Linked DNA regions of Rattus norvegicus: region 2 is linked to region 1. A link is a contact called in public Hi-C data. All regions are on one chromosome and are shown on one strand. The core of a region is the stretch at or near the end of the contact, and the rest is flanking DNA. Distances in the headings are between cores, read along the strand shown. Region 1 overlaps LOC108351432 (a long non-coding RNA gene). Region 2 has its middle 62 kb from the start of Rpl36a-ps18.

What was found. A called contact is a pair of places that touch in the nucleus more often than the background predicts.
Region 2: a contact with region 1 is called in a Hi-C map of Schwann cells, with 11 times the contacts expected there. The contact joins two enhancer-like sites. A contact is called at or near these places in 2 of 12 Hi-C or Micro-C datasets (Schwann cells and frontal cortex) and 1 of 1 datasets of contacts at active chromatin or transcription factors (oligodendrocytes).

Annotation. Positions count from the first base shown.
Region 1 is chr7:31,473,672-31,481,331 of GRCr8, reverse strand. LOC108351432 (a long non-coding RNA gene) reads left to right here. Exons shown (of 4, transcript XR_010053675.1): 4 at 1-2,654. Among named protein-coding and RNA genes, the nearest start is that of Plxnc1, 47 kb to the right of the region's middle. Within about 2 kb of position 4,646, at least 29 of the 93 cell types and tissues checked have an H3K27ac peak or open chromatin away from gene starts, as enhancers often do.
Region 2 is chr7:31,646,471-31,653,615 of GRCr8, reverse strand. No RefSeq gene overlaps it. Among named protein-coding and RNA genes, the nearest start is that of Rpl36a-ps18, 62 kb to the right of the region's middle. Within about 2 kb of position 5,580, at least 64 of the 93 cell types and tissues checked have an H3K27ac peak or open chromatin away from gene starts, as enhancers often do.

The DNA.
Region 1 (7,660 bases), core at 3,397-5,896:
TCTCTCTGACATCACCTAGCATAGTATCTGCAGATATGTTCATGTCACAACACAGGAAAGGACAGGTGTCACCACAAGACACCTCACAAAGCAAGTTCCAGCACAGCCATCACTCACTCCAGCCCAGATTTCTTATTCAGTTCACTTAGCGCATATTTATGGAGCATATTCGAGATGCTCTACCATTTTGGAGTGCCCCGAGCTGTTGAAGAGATCAAGACAGGAAGTCCCAGTGCCCTTAGGCAGGGATGAACAGGCCACTGAAGAGGCTGTGGGAAGAACACACGGGTGAGAAAAGGTATCCAGTTAGGGTTTGGTTAAAGAAGCAGAAAGTGGTTGTAACCAGCATGGAATGAGCAGGGAGCAGGTGACCAAGGCCAGCAGGACAGACCACAAAGGCAATCTGAAAAGTGCTACAGGTTATAGGAAAGTAAGAGAGGAGCACCAGGAGGAGCACCGCGGAGCACAGGAGGAGCACCGCAGAGCACAGGAGGAGCACCGCAGAGCATAGGAGGAGCACCACAGAGCATAGGAGGAGCACCACAGAGCATAGGAGGAGCACTACAGAGCACAGGAGGAGCACCACAGAGCATAGGAGGAGCACCACAGGGCAGGAGGAGCACCACAGAGCACAGGAGGAGCACCACAGAGCACAGGAGGAGCACCACAGAGCACAGGAGGAGGACCGCAGAGCACAGGAGGAGCACAGCGGAGCACAGGAGGAGCACTACAGAGCACAGGAGGAGCACCACAGAGCATAGGAGGAGCACCACAGAGCACAGGAGGAGCACTACAGAGCACAGGAGGAGCACCACAGAGCATAGGAGGAGCACTACAGAGCACAGGAGGAGCACCACAGAGCATAGGAGGAGCACCACAGGGCAGGAGGAGCACCGCAGAGCACAGGAGGAGCACCACAGAGCACAGGAGGAGCACCACAGAGCATAGGAGGAGCTCCACAGAACATAGGAGGAGCACCGCAGAGCACAGGAGGAGCACCGCAGAGCATAGGAGGAGCACTGCAGAGCATAGGAGGAGCACTACAGAGCACAGGAGGAGCACCACAGAGCATAGGAGGAGCACCACAGAGCACAGGAGGAGCACCACAGAGCACAGGAGGAGGACCGCAGAGCACAGGAGGAGCACAGCGGAGCACAAGAGGAGCACCACAGAGCACAGGAGGAGCACCACAGAGCATAGGAGGAGCACTACAGAGCACAGGAGGAGCACTACAGAGCATAGGAGGAGCACCACAGGGCAGGAGGAGCACCACAGAGCACAGGAGGAGCACCACAGAGCATAGGAGGAGCACTACAGAGCACAGGAGGAGCACCGCAGAGCAATGCTCTGAAGCACTTATTCAACGCCCTGCCTGCAGCTGTAGGTAGAAGCAATGATCCAAGTCTCTGCCTCCTTCTGCCTTCGTTGTTCTGAGAAAATCACAGGCAGGGCCACAGAGAGCCCATTCACCTGTTCTGCGTCCATGGAACTGCAGACACCATGGTAGAGGAAAACTTCTATCCTCTGTCTTACTGTAGCTAATGGTATGCTGGCTTTGTCTTAATCTTTTTTTTTTTTTTCTAACTATCCAGGAGTTGAAGCCTATGTCCATCTCCACTCCAACTGAAGGGAAGCTTGTTAAGGAAGTAAACAAAACTTCTGAGTCTCAAGAAGCTATGGAAACTCACAAGAGGTCCCCTCCCTTCCCAACACTGTATGAGCAGTGACATTTGCTGGAGGAGGGAAGAAAGGGGGGGGGACGTGACTGGAGCCCAGGCAAGCTGGGTCACACCGAGAGTCGTGCAGAAAGCTCTGGATATATGATTACCAGTTTGAGGATGAGTTTTTCAGCAGTCTTTGCATCACCATGCTCCTATAAGCAAGTAACCCTAATAAATTCACTGGCTCACAACAGTACTTTGGTCCGTCATGGATGTCCTATCTGGGTCAATAGACATTTCCTCGTATCTCCCCAGAACACATAAATTCTTATTTTCACCTGTTCTTAAAGCCCCAGACCCAGAACCATTCCTCTGTAACACCCGTCAGCTGTCCAGCCTTCCTCCTTTGGTCTCTAAGGTCCTAGCAGCTTCCTTGGTACCTGCATCCCGATACCTGCTCTACAAGCCCCGAGAAACAGGAGCGCTGCACCCAGACTGTCATCTTGCTTTTAGACCATGTTGAACCTCACGAGAACTGAGTGGTGTGGATTCCTGCATAATGGCTGATACTCAACTCAGGAGCAGGGCACAAAGCTGGAAACAGAGTCTAGCCAGACTCCAGCTCCTCCAGCTGCTTCATTTAGCAATGAGGAGAGCAATGAGGAGAAGGGCAATGAGGAGAGCAATAGCTTGCAACTTCCGGGAGGCTGTAACCCTTGTAAGTTTGCAGCCCAAAAAGGAGGGAAGGTAGAAGAGAGTCCTGGCTGAGGTTCAGGCACTTGCTGTCATTCCCCACCCCCACCCCATCTTGCCTCTCCTCTGTGGTAGTCATCTCACGAATGGCCCACACTTATCCCTACAAATATCTCTTCAGTTATCTCCTTTCCCATGCCTTACTTCACCCAAACCAGCAAGCCAGCCCGCTTTCCCAAGCCAGGTCCCTGGCACACAGAACGTGCTTTATTAAAAAAAAATGCATATTGTAAAACTAAATGAATGAATGACTTATTTTTTTTCAATGCAAGGAAGGAAGATCAAACAGAATAGGGGAGGGGCCGGGGGTTCCCAGATTTTAAAAAAATTCATTGCACCGATAGATCAGATTTTTTCCCCATTCTGTGCAGGCAGTCTGGCAGGACTCTCCATTCTGAATACGTTTCTGGATTCTCAGAACAAGAACTGGATTCTCAGTGGGGTAACCTCTCAAGTTTCCAGGAGCACCGGGAAATGCAACTGAATTTCAATATTCACTTAAGATAACAATGTGCTGTAGATCTGCAGAGGGGGAAGGGGATAGAAGATCTCAAGACTGTGTCCCAAGGTGAAACATAAGCGAGTCCCGAATTATCTCAGTGTAATGTGCCAGCTGGCCCCTGGTGCTTCACAGGCAAGCTGGGTAAGGATTCGACTAGCCTCCGGGGCTTCGCCCAGCGGGCAGCTGGCGCGGGAGAAGGGCGCCCTCTGCCGAGGGTGAAGGAAAATACAGTCTGGCAGTTGGTGAACCCTATGACTAGACTTCACTTCTAGAAGGCTGTTAAAAATAAAGCAACCAGGAGATGTTCCTCACAAGCTCTTTCTTAGCCCCTTCCTTTCAGTTCTGAGCATAAAATCCGGTGGCTAATTGCAGGTGCTGATTCCAAGGGGGAGGTGTGCCCCCCCTACTCCAGAGACCTTAATTTCTAAGAAAGACAACCGATTATTACTATTTTTTTTTACCCTATTACCTTCCATTTCTCAGACTCTAGAACTAGGGAGACTTGGTGCTGGGGAAGATCTCAGACACCTTTTAGTAGGGAGCAACTCAGACCCACGGTAAAGCCACACACACACACACACACACACACACACACACACACACACACACACACACGTCAAGTTTCCTATCTACAAAACCGAGAGGCTGAATTCGACGGCCAGGTGGTTCCAACTCTGGTGGTGTCTGACTGGTGTCCTATTTTAGACCCAGCTTTTGTCCACAGAGAGAAAACAGCAGCTAGTGAGGAATCGTGAACCAACAGAAACAATGTGTGGGGACCATCTAATCAGTTTCCTCCCCCAGGAAAGGTGGAAATACCTTTCTAAGGACCTGAGTCTCTTTATTGAATCTTGAGTGACACCTAGTGGTTCGCCCGCCTCACCGTCGTCACCTACAGTTCTGCTCAGAGGGGTTTTGAGAAAACTGGAGCTCCTCCTTGCCTTCAAAGACCTGGGGAATCAAAGGCAGCGCCCAAGGTTCCTAGCACTTCCCCGGAAGCATGCGCCGTCACCTACCACAATCCCGCTCTTTGTTGTATGTGATTCCGAAAGAAACGCTCTTAGCTGGAGAGCATGCTCAACTGACACGTGTTTCTAGCAGTGAATGTGTTAAGCTAGAGGCTCTCCCAGGTGCTGGCAACACAAAGATGCCCTGGGCTAGGCTCCTGCTCTCAAGAAATGTAGAGCCTAGGTAGGTGTAGGAAATGGACCCAGGAGCTGCGTGGGAGGGGGATTGCGTGGGAGGGGGATTGCGTGGGAGGTGTTTTATTTTATAAACACCATAGTCCCCTGGAAAAATGGATGTGTGTGTGTCATTTGTGGAAGGACAAGGAAGAGAGCAGTCACCACTTGAGCTGGGTCCTGAAGGTCAACTAGCATGATAGAATAAAAGTGGATTGACAGCCCACAATGTACACATCCTTCCTCTCAGTGGTTCAAGCGATGAACTTGAGTGCGGCCGGGAAGAGAATCTGCGGGTGTGGTTAAGATCCCTGGGTCTGCCAATCTTAAAAATCTAAAGATTGTCCAGTGCAGGCCTCGCCCAATCAGCTGAATACTTTAAAGGGACTGGAATGTTCCTGGCAGAAGAGATTGGAGACTCAAAAGGACTCTTGTGGAGTTTTCCCTGATTGGCTGTTCATGCGGAATTTGGCTAGCCAGGAGAGAGCTGAGAGCCAAGCTGTGAGAAAGTGGGTTCTGACAGTGGCCAGTGAGCTGGGAGGGAAGCCAGAGCTTGCTTTGCGAACAACCAAGTCCCAGCTGACACCCGAGTTTAGCTTTGCAAGACTATGGAGAGAGGACTCCGGCTGTCTGTGCTGAGCTATAAAACTATGATTAACCAATTGGAGGGGATTTGAGCTGATGGATCTGCAATGTGTTCAGGAGCCACAGAAGATGGAGGGGGTTGGCCATTTGAGAAGGGTAAGCAGGACAGCAAAGGCTCGGAGGCAGGGTGCACTTGGAGAACAAAAGCCATCTGGTTAGCAGGACCATGCAAGCAAATGAGAAAGAAAAACCCATCATTAAGAACAAACAAGGCCTTGGGTGAGAGACACCATGTCCTTGTGCAGACTGATGGCTCCCTGTACCTCTGTGTTCACAGTGTAAAAGCCTAGAGTTATATTAGTGGTATAGTAGTGCACAGAGAGGGCTCAGCACAGTAAAGGAACTGTAAAGTGTTCAGAAGATGTTAGGCAATGACAGTTGTAGCCATTAACCCAGCAGACACCACACTAGACTGAAAGGCCTTGGCCGTGGGGTGGGTTTTTGGGGGTGGGGATTGGGAATGGGGGGTTGGGTTGCAGGAGCATCTAAGAACTATAAACCCCAGAATTACCTAACCCTACCTTTGTTCTTACTAAATCAGACCCCAGAAGCAAGGTCTGAAGACCTGAACTCCCAAAAAGCTTCCAGAAAGAGAAGTTGTAACTACACCATTGCAGTAGCTAAACACCAGTAAGCAGATGGTAGAGTACAGAAAAGGCCGTGAGGACAGGGCATGTTCATGACGGGCTTTGAGGGAGCAGCATCTAAGGGGGCTGAACGGGGTCCCCAGAGGATGTGCTGGGATCATTCTGAGAGGTGGGTGGGGGGTGGGGATGACGAGTGGTCTTACTGGGTTGTGAAAGTCCAGGAATCTTGTGGGCATGCAGCCGGGAAACCATATAGACAGAAACATTCAACTCAGGAGCCATATTGGGACTGGAATTACAATGTCCATGAGTGCGTGATGTCATAGGATGATGTCAAGAACAGAACCAAAAATGTGGAGGGTGGGGACCTCTTTGGAACTCAGAACAAGCCGTCAGAAAGACAGGAAGGGTGCTGAGTGGGGCATGGGCCAAGGAGACACTGGCCACCACTGTCCCTAGCCTTGGAAGACTCCAAACGGACAAAGTACAGCACCTGCTCCCTCAACTGTGAGATCTGTAGCTCTCACAGACTGTGACCTGGGCATGGACCAGAAGCAAGAGACGAGTTGTGTTCTTCAGGTTCGGAAGAGAAAGGGGAAAACAGGGTAGGGCAGAAGCTAGAAATGGGAACAGCCTTGCCCTGCACCAGTTCCGTCGGTGTGAACCTAGACATGCCATCAATAGGCACGGCTGTGGCAGGCGGCTGTGAACCTGCTGACCTTGAACTGCACACGGTGAGAAGCGTAAGTCTCTAGGGAGGGAACGGTCGCCGGGTTGCTGGGTGTGTGCTTATGTTCCAAAGTGTGCACCAGGGTTCCAAAGAGTGTGCAGTTATGCTCGAAAGTGTGCCACGGGGTTCACGGGGTAGACAAGACAATTGGACAGAGGCTCTTCTCTCTGGGGACCTGAAGGCTGGCTGGCCAAAGGACACTGAGCTGCAGAAATCCTAGCTGGGATTAAAGAGTGCAACTCTATGAAGACCAACTGTACGCTCTGGGGAAAGTCACTTTAGCACTCGCTACCCCAAGAGCTCATCCATACAGCGGAACCATAGTCAGACGTACCCAGGGCTCCCACAGTGGTGGTTCACCCTAAGTGCTAATACATGCAGTGGTCCTGAAGAGCATTTGTATTTTATAAGTCAGACAAGGGCAGATGGGTCACAACCCCGTGGAAATCCCACACCAACGAGCCGAAGTCCTTGACTGTGATCCACAAGGCCATCTGCTACTGTCCTCCTTTAGTCCTCTGTCCCTGGATGCTCACTGCTCCAGCCTGGTCGTCCTTGTGATTGATGGGCATTGCTCATCGGACATGTGGAGCTCTACCCCCCACACCATATATAGGCAGCTACCAAGGCACTTTCTTCTTCTGTAGATGTACGTCACGGGAATGCACAAGAACTTGCTGGAACTTTGGAATGGATGCCATCACCCCACACAGCTGCTCAGTCTATGCCTAGACACAGAGAGGCAGAACTTAATTTCTAAAGTAAAATTCAGCAGCTGACACAAGCTCAGGTCCCTCTGCTTGAAGGACTCAGAGCTCAAATGCTGGAACTACACTGCCTAGTTTTAAACCCTGGCTTGGCCATCATTCGTGTAAGGTCTCTGTGTTCCTCACATCCTGCAAGATAAGAACAATAATGATACCTGCCTATCTCATGAGGGTTATGACGATGTATGTGTGAATGCACACACACACACACACACACACACACACACATACACATACACAGACACCACACCACACATTCACACACATATACACATCACACATACCACACATACACATATACACCACATGCCACACTACACAGTACACCATACACACACACATACAAACACCACGCACACACACACACATACACAAACCACATGCCACACTGTACAGTACACCATATACACCACACCACACACACATACACGCACACCACACTATACCCACATTTATATGTAAGACACCACACCATACACACATATATCACACACATTATACACACCACACACACATATACCACACACATACATGTACATATATACACACATACGTACATACATGCATACATATATATACACATATACCACAAACATACACCACACACATACATACACATATATACACACGCCACACACATACACCACACACATATATACATATACATATACATATACATATACATATACATATACATATACATATACATATACATATACATACATATACATATACACATATACACACATAGACAAAGGGAAGGAAGGAGGGAGGAAGAGAGGGGTTGGGGGAGACAGTGCTGGGCATATGACAAAAACCAACCAAACAAAACCA
Region 2 (7,145 bases), core at 4,331-6,830, 170 kb before region 1:
TCAGAAAGAGAAATGATGAGGATAGCAAGACAACAACAGAGAAGGGGGGAGGGCTGTTTGACAGAAACAGAAGCCTGGGAACTGAGCCAGTCTCTCTGGGTGGTGGGGCCCTCCCTCGCCCCTGTGGGCACACCCAGGACCATTGAAGCTTCCTGGAACTCTTTGATAGTCGGTAATTTAGTCCACACCTCCCAGGATGGAAGGCAGCCAGGTTATTTATTAGTCAAGAGACTTGGAAACATTATTTATGTTTTCTGAGCTTCAGAAGATGAGAGGAATGAGTGCAGAATTGTGAGGAGTTAAAGGCACAAACACTTGGAAGCCTTGAACTCTGCTAAGATTTAATGTGTTATCAGTAAGTAGGAATGGTTATTAATGTTGGTTTTAGTTGCCAAATACAACACATAGAGAGAGAAAAAGTTAACCTTTCTAGTCAATTACTAAACATATTTTTTCAAGGCAAGTCTAGTATTTAAGTTTTTAAAGATTAGTTAGAATGTAGATTATTTTTTTATCAGAATCTCCCAATGTTAAAATGTTTACATGTAGTTAAAATCTTCTGTCTGAATGTCTGTCTGTCTGTCTGCCCCACAGACACACACACACACACATACACACACATACACACACTCACACACACATACACACACATACACACACTCACACACATACACACATTCACACACACACACATACACACACTCACACACACATACACACACTCACACACACCAACATACACACACAGACACACACACACTCACACACACACATTCACACACACACACCAACATACACACACAGACACACACACACTCTCACACACATATACACTCACACACATACACATACACACATATACACTCATACACACACACACACACACACACACACACACATGTCAGTCAGCTGTCAGTCAGCTTGCCGTGATCCCACCGAGGGACGAGGCTGGAATGTTCTAGATGAGAAAGAGCAGGAGCTTCAGAAGAGCAGATTTCAGGCTATGCTTGGTCCGTTCCACCCTTTATAGGATGTTGTGATTTGTAGAGACCCTGTCCTCCAAATGTGGGGCAGATAGTTTTCTGAAGCGATGGGGACAGTTTCGTCCCTGACCTTCTAAGATGGTAGCCTGTTTTCCCACACTAAAGGCCTCAGATCTGATGGCCTGGGCAAGACGGCTTAACCGATATAGGTACTTGCTACGCAGGCCAATGACCCAAGTCCCATCAGAACCCACGTCAAAGGAGAGAATCAATAACCTCAGGTTGTCACCTGTCCTTGGCACACGTGCCATGACACACACCCACATGCATATAGACACACAGTAAATAAATGTAGAGAATATTAAAACAAAACAAAACAAAAGCCTCTGTTGTAGAACTTCCCTTTCCAGCTGAGCTAAAGGAGTCTTTTGCACAGATATTGTCTTTATTTTAAAATTCGTATTCTGCTCATCTCGGGTCTTTGCAGTACATTTTAAGCACTGGATTATAACAACAGTTATCTTGGTTACCGAGTTTTGGTATCCTGTCAAGTTCATACCCTAGATCCCAGCCCTCAAGTCCTGGCCTAAGGAGTTAACCTTGCAGCAGACTGAGGAGGCCGGTCCTCCCTCCCTCCCTGCTGCTGCTTCACAGATGCCAGAGGGGGCAGCAGTCACTCCCCCCAGAGCAGGTGGGTGCTTGCAGAGTGCAGACCAACTTCTGAAGCCAAAGGAAACAGTCTCTAAGAAACCAGTCTACCAGGGGAGGAAGGACACATTCCAAAGACGGTCAAGTATTATTTCTAGAATATTTATTCTTTTAAGTTCTTGGCACTTCTGTCTCCTCTTCTTTGGTAAGGAAATGCCCAGGCTGCCTTCCAGGGGATGTCTGTCAGTAGCAGCCCTCCCAGTTCACAGACTGCCTTTCCTCTTTGTTCTACCATGAAAGGCACAGGGAGGCCATTCAAAGGCGCTCTGCCTTGGAGGAGAAACTGTTTTCCCTGAAGTATCTCTGTTCTGGGGCTTTGGAGTATGGCAAAACTGGCCACAAGTCACCTGCCTGCTGCCTACCTCCATATTCTTTGCCCACTCCCAGAATCCCCTTGCTATCAAATCGAAGGGCAAGGCCTGGAGGTCTGGCAGAACCAGCAAAGTAGGGAAAAAATTATTATTTCTCTGTTTCTTCACCCGAGATAATAAAATTTCATTGATGTGGTAGACGTCTTCTCAAATAGTATAAGTAAACGTTGGTCTTCCAGAGAAAGAGGAGAGTAGAATGTTCTAGAATACTCTGGAAAAAACAAGAGAATCAGAGCTCTGAGTGTCAAATAGATCGCTGGGCTTGGTTCTTTTCAAGGATGTTTCCGGGGAAACTCGGCGGACTTGCTGTCTAAGAATGGGATCTGAGTTACTCTCTCTTCCTTTGCTTGGTTCTCTTCTCAGTTCCACCAAGATCTACCAGCATCCTTCCCCACCCCTCCTGTTCCATCACATGTACCTCTCTGTGTGTACACATGTGTGCAAATGCTGTGGACCATGGCATTCCATAATCCTGTTACCATCCCATTTTGAGACTAGACAAGCTGAGGCCCATTCATCTTGGAAGATTGACACAGGCTGATGACCTAAGGCTCCAGCACTCTGGTCAGAATCCCAAACACAGAATCCTCCACGAGTCTTCCTTTGCACCTCCCCACCAGAAGGGCTCTAGAAGGTCTGAGCATGGCGAACAGGACACTCACTAGGGTGGGGGGGGGGTTGCCTTTTACCTTTCTTTCCCATTCCCAGAGGTAATTCCTTGCTAAACTGTTAGATTACATCCCTAAAGATAACCACCAAGGTCTATTCCCTTATTTGGCCACTCCCTCCTCCTGAGGCTGACTACCAAGGTCCAGCTATCAAAGTGTTGAAGTCTAGCTATCAAAATCCCCCCTTTTGGGGCTGCCCATACTAACATGCCCAATCAAAATTAACCAACTCATCCCAACACAGGGCAGAAGCCCAGAGGTGGTAGGCTTGTTGGCAGCTGATGGGGTGGACTACTTTTCAGTCTCTAAATCTAGGGCTGATTTGGTGTACCCATTTCGCTGAGCTGCTTTGTGACTTTCCAGTGTCACAAGCCCACGGCTGGAAATGTACCTAACTGAAAGTGGATATCCATATTTTGAATGATAGAGGTTTTGTTCACCATGGATTTTAGAAATTACATTTTGCTTAAATGATTTCCATTAAAATACTTTCCGATTCCTGAGTTTATTTGGCACCCCAGACTGTATCTCCTTTGTCTCTTTGTCTCACCCCCTGAGAGGTCAGCCTGTGCAAGGGAGCCAGCTGCCCACAGTTCTCCCAGCTGCCTGCCTTCTCTGACCCCCCTGATCATTGTTCAGTTCCCCCAGGTATTCCAGGAAGCCTGGATGATCAGAATGGCCCAGAGAGAACAGGTGAGTACCCAAGTGAGTACAGGGACAGGACACCCTTTTTTGCTTGCTGCCAGAGGGGTCAATGATGCTGCCGCAGACCGGCTGCTGCCCTGCTGTTTGGAGTAAGTTAGCATAAGGAAGCCCTTTTCTCTGAAGGGGACTCTTCAGGACTGGCTTCCATGGATCCCTCCTCATCGGCCATTAGGGAAACAGAAGGAACATTTGGATCAAGGTTTTTCTTAGAAAAGCCCTCCTCGGACCTGTTATGGGAAATGAAGCTGGTTTTGTTTTCTTTGATTAATCACAGTGCCCTGTTTCCAAAAGCAAATATGGCCTTGCGCCCTCCGAAGGCACAGCCTGTGCTGTGAAGGAGAGGGCTTGAAGCCATCCCCAGGACCCACGCAGCCTTGTCTTCTCCAGCCTGTACCTTCCACCAGGGCGTTCAGTTACTCCCCCTTTCCTTTGTGATTTCTGCCAGTAGGAGCAGGAGAGATCTTTCAAGATTTCTTTATAGTTTCCTTGAAAGCTGGACGGGAGAAGCCAGGCGTGAATTATATAACAGCAAAGCCGTTTTAAAGCAATAGTATCTTCCTATGTGGGCAAGGGGTATTTCCCGGCCGGTTTCTGTTTCTAAGGATAAAGAAAAGTCCACCAGTTTTGTGAAGAAAAATCAAGGCGACTCCACCCACAGTTCCACCCCTACTTTCCCCTCTCACTGCTTTGGTCAGAGAAAGACAATTCCTAGGATGATGGTGGGGGGCGGAGGGGATGGGGTTGAGGAGAGCAGGGGCAGGGATGGGGAGGGAGGGAGAGGGGGAGGGCAGGGGATGGGAGGGCTGGGGCAGGGGAGAAAGGGAGGGTGGGGGTGGGGAGGGGGATGGGGAAGGCAGGAGACCAGGGTGGGGAAGAGGAGTGGAAAGGGCAGGGCACCGGGATGGGAAGGGAGGTGGGGAGGGTAGGGGAATGGGATGGGGAGGGTGGGGCGGGTGATGGTGTTTATGACAACATGACCAAAAGACAACAACAACAACAACAATAACAACAACAACAACAACAACAACAACCCTCCCAAAGCCTTTTTGAAGAAAGAGGGGGGGGGGAATTTTGTTCTCTACCTTCAGGTGGACACAGGGCCATTATTCTTGTTCAAAGTTACAAGAAAAGCAGAGAAGAGGGAGAGGAAGCTGTCTAAAGCGTGTGGTTGTTTTCAGTTAAGAGTCAGGGAATTTTATAAATAGCCAGCCTGGCTTTCCTTTCAGGGGAGCCTTGCTTTGATTTAAGCTCCACAGTAGAAGCCCCAGCTGCTTTCTTTTGTCTGTAGACTAAACACCTCTGAATGCAAATACATTGCCCCTTCCCTGGCATCGCCCCAGGGACCCAGCTCCTTGCCTCTAGATAGTGATTTTCAATTAAGGGCAATTTTGCCTTCTAAGGGGATATTTAGCAATATCTGGAGAGAGAGAGAGAGAGAGAGAGAGAGAGAGAGAGAGAGAGAGAGAGACAGAGACAGAGAGAGACAGAGACAGAGACAGACAGAGACAGACAGAGAGAGAGAGAGACTCTGTCTGTGTGTCTGTCTATCTGTGTCCTAAACCAAACATGGATCATCAGAGCACAGCCTGTGAGGGAGAGGGCTTGAAGCACGGTCCCCAGGACCCTCTCAGGCCTGTCATCAGAGACTGGCTCTTCAGCCTGCACCTTCCAGGCTCTCTTTCTTTCTTTGTGTTTTCTGCTGCTGGCATGTTAGTAGAAGGAGGCTCGGGATGCTTACATAAGGCTCCCAACACACAGATGGACCCGGAAAATGCATGTAGTGCCGAGCCCGAGAAGCCTGGGTCCATACTGTGCTAGGAAATCGAGGGTAAACTCTCAACTTTGAAGGTTGCTGAGAATCAGTCCGCCTGGCAGCAGGCTTGGCCGCTCTCCAGTGGCTGCTGTGAGAGATCAGCGGCTGTATGGAGTGCCCTCTGGCTGTGGTCAAGGATCCCCGTGGAGCTTACTGTGGGGACACACAGGAGGCACATCAGCTGGACCTGATGTTTTACTGTTTATAGTCACAGGGCGCTTGTCTTCATTTAGCAGCAAGCCGGCTGGCAGCGGCCCTGCCAGGGAGGAAGCAGTTCCGCGGAGGCTGTGGTACTTGGAGATAACTGGTTCTCAGAGGCACCTGGGAACAGGCCCGGCCTAGATAGCGCTGAGCACGCGGTACCCCTTCAGACCCATCCGTCAGCAGCAGGCCTTGCCAGAGGATGGCCTATTGAACATTTCCAGGAATAGCACTGCAAGCCTGTCAACTGCTTTCTTGGAAATACACTCAATAAGGATGGCTGTCCTCCAGCCGGCAGAGCAGAAAGCCTGGCCCGGACCATGCTGAGAAACGGCAGCGCCGGAAGGCAGCCTTCCTCAGGACCTCCAGAATGGCGGGTCTGTTCTTTTGGGTTGCTTGTGGAACTTCCATCAATGCTGGAGTCACTCGGGTGGAAAGCGATGTGGGATGCCCTGCAGAGGCTCTTGCTACAGCTTCCTTCAGACAGCTCCGTGTCCTTCACAGGCATAAAATATCAACATGCAAGAGGGTGACAGGTTAGGTGACCAGCTCTCGTCAGCGGTGAGATCCCACATCACCTGGGAGTGCACACCTACACACCTTCTCTTATAAATTTCACCCCTAAGGACACCCAAAGGAGCCCCAGAAAGGGGTTCTTTCTTTAACCCCCCCCCCCATCTTCCAGTCATTCTGAGAATATATCAAATATAAGGCAAAAGTGAAAGTTAAGCTTATAATTTATTGACTTAACTCCTACCATATGCAAATCAACCTTCTCTTTCTGGAAGGCCTGATGTGTCTGTTGGCATTTGGTGACTTTGGAACCTCCCTTGACCTCTGGTTCAGGAAGGGCACATGTGGTGGAGTTGGAATCAAAGAGCTCCTTACAGACCCAGGCATGGGTGTCATGAGTGAACAAGAGACCCAAAACTCTCTGGAATGTTCGGGATATATTGTTTAATCCTAATTTTTTGAATTGTGAGAGAATCATGAAGTTTACCACAGAGCATTTTATTTTTGAAGAACTACAAGAATACATTTGAGGCCTACACAGAGCCACCGTGAGCTTGGAGGGATCATGGTGCCAGATACACCAAAAACAATGACTTGTTTTGGAGAAACAAGAAACTGCTTTTTGACGCGTGTCCCAAATATTTGCCGTTTAGTCAAAACTCAGATGAACTGGGCATCGTTTGTTTTGTTAAATCCTGCCATCCATTTAGGGAGGAAGAGTGAGCTTCTTATTAAATTATGACGGGAAACATAAAAAAAAAGCTATCAGAAAAACATTCCAGACAAGCAAGGAGGAAGAAGAAGGGTATTGAGGGAGAGGGAAAGAAAGAGACCAGGAAGAAACAGGGACAGGCAGAGTGAAAGAGAAATAGCTTGCTGAGGAGAGAGATGGAGAGTCTCTGTAGAGGGCACAAGAGATCTAGGAAATGACGATGTCTGCCCTGGGGTGTGCCACTGCTCCTACATCTTCTGATATGCTTGTCTGGTGAAACTCGCAGTGGCTGCTAGAGAAAGACACAAGTCTCCAAACTGCAACTGCACTATCTACAACTATATTGCCACAGATCGGGTCAGTCAAGAGACTCACCTCCTGAAGTAGACGTCTACACGTCAGACCAAGCCTGAATGGTATCCCTAAGAAGTCAGTTTCCCCGCCACACGGAGACTCACAAGCAGAGCCCCT